2 separate regions of the Rattus norvegicus genome follow, and region 1 is linked to region 2. Evidence: chromatin contacts called from public Hi-C data. All regions are on one chromosome and are shown on one strand. The core of a region is the stretch at or near the end of the contact, and the rest is flanking DNA. Distances in the headings are between cores, read along the strand shown.

Region 1 (3,434 bases), core at 696-3,195, 140 kb after region 2:
TGTTGGAGTAGGAGGAAACGGCTGAATTGGCAACAAATAAACAAATGCCCTAAAAGCAAGCAAAAGTAGACAAATCCTCCACCTGCATGCACTGAGAACAAAATAACAGGGCATCCAACCAGTTCAGAATGAACCAATGGCTCACGGACAAAACACAAGGACGGCCCAGACTTAGGAAGAATTCAACACCCACCTGAAGCGGTAGGGCAGCTAGGCACAGAGGAAAGCTTCGTGTTGCTACCTGGTGCCCATTCGGGTGAAAGTGAAAACTAAAATGGACAGCGCGGACTGCAGCTGGGTCCATAAACATGCCAGTTTAGTTCCTTTGTATTTTAAAAGAAATTAGGACACAAAAATCAGTAAAGGCCAAGGAAGGAGTAAGAGGAATGGATGTGGACAACACATTACATTCATGTATGAAATCTTCATAACAATACATTTTAAAACATGATAAAGAAAGGAGTCTGATTTCCTCTCCACCCAGACAGTGGCCATATTAGAATTTAAAGAAAGCTACGATACAAAAGCCAGAACATATGCAGACTTAACTGTAAGATACACTAACTTGTTCCTTTCCAGAGGAAATATGATGATGGCCCCAGGTTGCCTCTGTTCTGTTAGAGAGTATTTATTTTTATTTATCATTAAGGTTTCGGTGAAGAAAATAGGGTTTTTAAAGTTTTCTCCATTGTACTGGCTAGTTTTATGTGTCAACTTGACAGAAGTTGGAGTTATCACAAAAAAAGGAGCCTCAGTTATGGAAATGCTTCCATGAGATCCAGCTATTAGACATTTTCTCAATTAGTGATCAAGCAGGTAGGGTCCCTTGTGGCGGTACCATCCCTGGGCTGGTAATCTTGGGTTCTATAAGAAAGCAAACTGATCAAGCCAGGAGAAACAAGCCAGTGACATCTCTCCATGGCCTCTGCATCAGCTCCTACTTCTTTTCCTGTGTGAGTTCCAGTCCTGACTTCCTTTGGTGATGAACAGTAATGTGTCTGTATTCGTAAGAAACCCTTTCTTCCCAACTTGCTTCTTGGCCATCTTGGCCATGGTGTGTGTGTGTGTGTGTGTGTGTGTGTGTGTGTGTGTGTGTGTGTGTGTTTTAAATATTTATTTATTTTGTGTATGAGCATTCTGTCGCTGGGCATCAGATCTCATTACAGATGGTTGTGAGCCACCATGTGGTTGCTTGGAATTGAACTCAGGACCTCTGGAAGAGCAGTCAGTGCTCTTAACCGCTGAGCCATCTCTCCAGCCCCATGATGTGTTTTTTTAATGAGAGGCAGTAGAAGTAGCTTCCTCTTCTTCCAGGGACCCAAGTTCCCTTGCACAGTTCCTTGTCAATGAATCCATTTCTTCGATAGGTGCAGAATGGAAGTCTTTTGTGGTATCTTATTTAAAAGTTAGTTTCAGCTGGACTTGTGCAGGTCTGTTTAACCTTAATCTCACAAGTGTAACAGATGTTACAATCTGTTGAATCAATATTTCTTTTATGGCTTTAGCATAAGCTCATTGCTAGAACTTTTGAGACTTCCTAAAGAGGGGAAAGAAGGTGATGGTCAAGTTTTCGAATAGGTGCTAAGAGGAGTACAGATTTGCAGTCTGTGAGATGATTCCTAGCCATAAAGAGAAACCCATCCACAAATATCTGGGAAGTGACTGTAAATATGCGTGACAGCGTTGAGATACATATTTCTGGATTAGGTGACAGATTTTGGGTGTAGGCAATATATATCTTATATTAAGCCGCCCTCATCAAGCGCAACGGTGTCCCCGGCCTGTAGAACCCCACCCAACTTAACTCTGCGCCTGCGCTGCGCGCGTGCGTACTACCCTTGCTGCCGCCGCGCCCTTCTCTGGGCGTCTGATTCCCTTCCTCGCAGCCCCGCCCAGGCGGCTGCCCGTGACCTGCCTGGGCGCAGGGAACGGAAAGTCGGAAGGGATAGGAGGAGTTCAGTTCATCATGGGGCTGTTTGGAAAAACCCAAGAGAAGCCTCCCAAAGAGCTGGTAAGGGCCAGCGACCGGGGAAGCTACGCGCTGGGCAGCGGAGGTGGGAATAGCTAGCTGCGCTCTCCGGCTGGCCCCCATTTCCGGGGCCTTCCACTTGGCCGAGGGGCCGAGGGAAGAGTTTAGGATTGGGCTGTGAGGAAGAGTGCGCATTTGCTGCTCCGCGTCCAACCCGGGTGCGTAGGGCCGGAGTTAGCACCCCGGCCTCGCTCCTAGGCGCTTGAGGCGCCACACAGCCCGGCCCTGAGGAAGCACTCTCCCCTGCGTGCAGTGGTACGGGCCGCCCGGAACCTTTCTCAAGCGCAGGCCCCGCCCCCACGCCGGTCTGCAGACCACCCGGAGGACCTGCCCCGACCGGAAGGTTGTGTGCGTTGAACCGGGTCGGATCCCCAAAAGGTCCAGGCATTTGCTGGGCAGGTCCGTTTCGCATTCACCTCTTAGTGCAGGGAAGCCCGACTTTCTGTTTACTCCAAAAGCTCAGTAGTTCTGTCAGGATCCTACCCATAAGAATGCTACCGAAAATAGTTCTGCCCCTACTCTGAATTCTTAGATCTGCTTGTAAATTGAGTTATTTTAGGAACCAATAATCAGCCGCCTAAGTTTGAGTCCTACTTTCAGAGGTCTCGGCTCTCTGATCTCGAGAAACTTGTCCGAGACTTCTTCTCGCATGTCATGTAAGAAGAGTGCTACTGCAGTAATTGGCCATTAAAAGCCATGCAGCTTGAGCTGTGGTAGGGGTAGTGAAGGTGCGTTCTTTACACTCAGCCTAATTACTGAGTTGCTCCAACAGTACCTACCAACACCCAGCATATTGAACGTGTGGGGTCCCATTCCAGACCCATTGAATCAGATTTTAAATTAGGACTATCCCCAGTGCTTAGTATGTGCCCTGATGTTTGACAAGCATTGTGCAGAAGTCAAACTTGTCCTTCAAGTACTTTAGTTTGATTACGGAAGTGTAGCTGTCAAGCCAGCCTCATTAACTCTGCCATTTTCTAGTGCATGTTTTATTTTTTTAGATGGGTACTCTACCAGAGGAGAAATTGACATCACCTCCTTAGCATTCACATTTATTATTATTTAAAATAATGGAAATGTTAAACAAGTAATGTACATACCAGGCATAAATTTAAATAGTCATGAGATTGTTTTCTTTAGACTCTATCTCAACTTACGGATGACAAAGCTAAATCCATATCTTCAAGAAGAGTATACAAATACCACAAAATGGTCTACATAATGTTCTAACGTGAAATTGTATGCTTGTCTCATTTAAGTTCCACACGCTCAGTTTTATACTAGAGAGCAAAATGTAACAGGGAATGAATATTCTTAATAAGAAAAGGTTTTAAGAGATGCAGTGCGGCCTGCAGTTCAACTACTTGGGTCGTCTGGGAAGGAGTCTTCCTGAATGCAAGAGTTC
Region 2 (3,423 bases), core at 290-2,789:
CAGTGCTCAAACTTCACCCCATGAGTCAAAATTCACCAGACTTCCTCACACCCCTCCTTATTTTGTTTGTATCAAGTATATGATCACCACCAATTCAGTCAAATAATCTTTTCACAAGCAGCCATCAATATGTTTTCTATATATTTATACGGCGTTCCAAAGCGACAGCTGTGTCAGAAGTTGTCAGACTCCTTTACCAGAGAGGAGCAGTCACTCACAACTGAAATGTCTGGGAAATAAAGGTGTAGAGGAAAGAAGAGAGAGGCAGGGCTAGCACTGCCTTAATCTCACCTGCACCATCAGCATTTCTCCCTGACTAGTAAACATCCCTTTAATTTCTGTTCAGCCCTCAAACTGACAAGGGCCCAACCTCTTGAAAGAATCTCTAATATTACAAGTCCTTTACTCTTCAGAAAGGGTCAGCATTGTGGCTCCAAAGTACCAGACCTCTAATGTCATTTTTAAAACACAAAACCCTTTCTCAAAGTTAGCCCAGGCAACTGAAGAAATAACCTAGGCAAAACACTTTCTACGGAAAAACAGTTTTCTGAAAGAATTATTAACAAGTACAAACTGGACCAGGTAAGTCAAGTAACTAACAACTCGACAACTGCTCCATCCGTCTCTACAGAGGCTAAAGCAGGAGCGCTGAATGGTTCAAATCAGCCGGCTTCCTATGAGATTTCAGAAGAGCTGCCTGCTCACCTAAGTCCAGCTCTGAAGTTCCAGCAGCGGCTGATGTGGAAACCCACAGCTAAGAACATTCAACTAAGAACCACCACGGGAAAAAAAGTCTGCGAAGCCGAGAATTAGACAAAGTCCTGCGCAGACCCCCTTTATCACTCGCACACCTGCGGCCCGCAGGACCACGCAAGCCTCCCCGCCCCGAGCCGTGTGCAGCGGACTGCTCCCCCAGGCCACCGCGTTTCCGGGTGGGTCCGCGCGACGAGGAAAAGTCGCCGCGGCCTGGGGACCAGCAGACACAGCGCAGGGCCCCGACCCCCGCGCGCCCACCCTCACCGTGGCTCTGCAGGATCTCGTGCTTGAGGCCGCCGGTGTAGTCGATGAGCTCTTCCAGGCCCCGCTCGCACAGCTGCCCGTAGCCCGAGAACTTGTGCAGCACCTTCTCCAGCTCGCGCTCCACCGTCACGCACTGATCCATGCCGGAGACCGCGGCGCTTGGCTCCCCGGCGCCCAGGGGTCCGCAGTGGTTCGGCCCGGGCCCCACCGAGGCCGCGTCCTGCTCCTCCTCCCCCAAGGCGGCAGGCGGGCAGCGCGGGAGACGAAGGCAAGGCGGGCGCGCTAGCCGCGGCACCCGGAGAGCCCCGCGCAGCCCATGCCCGCCCGCCCCATGGCGCCCCGGCCCCGCCGCTCGCGCTCGCTCGCTCGCCCGCCCTACCCGGCGCCGCGTCTCGCCCCGGGCCCCCTGTCTCGCCGCGTTCGGCCGCCCCCCGGCGGCGCCGCCGATTGTTTTTGTTTTCACGGGAACCGGCCGATGACCTGGTTCTCCCGGGCGGCACCAAGAGCCGCGGCCCGGGAGGGGGTCGAGCCTCCCTCACGAGCGGAGGAGGTGGCGCGGGCCGTACCAAGCGCGGACTCGACGCGGGGTCGGGGTAAGCAGCGGGCCAGCGCGGGCGGAGGAAGAGCCGGCGTTCTGAAGGTGTGGGCAGTACCACGCAGGAGGCCGTGAGGGAGGGGGCGGGGGCGGAGCGAGCGGCGCAATTGGCCCGCGCGGCTGAACAGGGAACTTTAGCGAGAGCGTCAACTAAGCGGCCGGTAAACAAGAGGGTGGAAACCGTCCCCGGATGCTCCGCCCAGAAGCAGGAGACCGACCAATTGACGCAGGGGCTAGGAACGAGACAAATATTCTCCAATCGCTAGCCAAGGCGTAAAATTTCAGCCAATCCGGACTGAGGGGACAAACCAATGCTCTCGCTGTTGGAGGGGGGTGACTTGAAGAGAGGCGCTTAAATCTTCTACTGGGAAGCCGCGAGGGGAAACAGGATAAATCAACAGGGCTGTTTTCTCCAGGACTTCGCCTTGTTTGCAATTTGTGTTATCTCCGCACGGCATTTTGACCAAAGTTTCGGCTGAGAGGCCCGCTTCCGGGAAGAAAGGCTGTCAGTCTGGCTGCCTGGTGGCGGAGGGCCCGGGCGGGGTCGCTCACCGATGGAAGGTGGTAGCTCTTGGAAGGATGGCCCACGCCCAGCTTGGCTAATTCTGGTTCTTTGACGCCCCTCGGCCTGCAAGTGGCCTTTACTGTCGCCCTGTCCACGTGCTGGGCGTCTTGGTGGCGGTCACGAACACGCGTGGGCGAGCTGAGCAACCTGGCCCTTGCTCCTTGCCCTTACCTTGGCAAAGGCAGGGCTTTTGCCCTGGTTTACCATGGGGTTCTGGCCTTGGCCAGTGCCCTCTTGCTCACCAGGCTTCTATCCTACTAGCTTTTCGCCAAGTCTCTGCCTCATAGCCTGGGCCTGGGAGAATCTACCTTCCTGGACCTGAAGTTTCCAGCTTGCTTGCCTGCTCACAGCATTCCTACCTCCATCATGGTTTTATCACCTCTGCCTCCCCGAATTTTCTCCATCAATCCACCGTATCTCTTACAGCACCATTTTTTCCTCTCCCACATCACTTGTCAAAGTCTAAAATAATAATTGGAATTTTGCTTGCACCACTTAAGTAAAACCCCCTTTGTTGTAGCCTGTTTGTTTCTAGAACACTGCCAGCACCCTGGTGGACAGTCTTTGTTTTCCTTTAATTATGGTGGTAACCTTTTTGAAGTTCAATTTCTGTTTTCATAATGTAGCATCAAGTGGGGGAAAATACTTCCGTGGGTGGGTAGATTTAATGGGATGATATATATGGTGGCCTTTAATGATAAAGGATACTGGATATTTGGGAGTTCAGCTGATGGTATTTCAGAGCTCCTTTCTACTCCTCACCATGGCTTTTAGTCCTCTTGGCAGATGGCCCTGATTCCTGCTTCTCAAAAATAAAAACCATTTAGCTCCAGCAATCTTGTCATTCTCCTCAAAAGGTTTTCTAGCTACCATCCATTTTGTGAAAGTGCTCAGCCAACCAAAAGAACAAAAGGCCTTCTTCCTTTGTAAAAACAAGCCCCAGGGTGCCTGGTATCATCTTACTGCTGTCTAGAGTGACCTTGCCTCACTGCACTTTAGTTCTTCCTGTTTGGGGATGGACTGGACCTGACTTAGCAACCTTCACCTGACCCCTCCGAAGCTGCCACACTGCACAGACAAATCTTGTTCCTCCCCTTAGTCCAAGGATCTCCCTGATAATTTCAGTCATACACACACCCCTTTTTTCTCTCTCTCTTTCCCCCTCTCTTTTTTTCTAGAGGTTGTTAGAATAACTACATGATATAATCCATGTAAAGCCTTCAACATAATGTCTGGCACATGT

The links. A called contact is a pair of places that touch in the nucleus more often than the background predicts.
Region 1: a Hi-C map of liver shows a contact between it and region 2, with 2.7 times the contacts expected there. The contact joins the promoter of Chmp3 here to the promoter of Rmnd5a in region 2. A contact is called at or near these places in 1 of 12 Hi-C or Micro-C datasets (liver) and 1 of 1 datasets of contacts at active chromatin or transcription factors (oligodendrocytes).

The regions. Positions count from the first base shown.
Region 1 is chr4:105,132,915-105,136,348 of GRCr8, forward strand. It overlaps Chmp3 (charged multivesicular body protein 3), which reads left to right and starts at 1,946. Exons shown (of 6, transcript NM_172331.1): 1 at 1,946-2,011. The coding sequence starts at 1,967.
Region 2 is chr4:104,989,549-104,992,971 of GRCr8, forward strand. Rmnd5a (required for meiotic nuclear division 5 homolog A) reads right to left here and starts at 1,540. Exons shown (of 10, transcript NM_001427218.1): 1 at 1,021-1,540. The coding sequence starts at 1,162.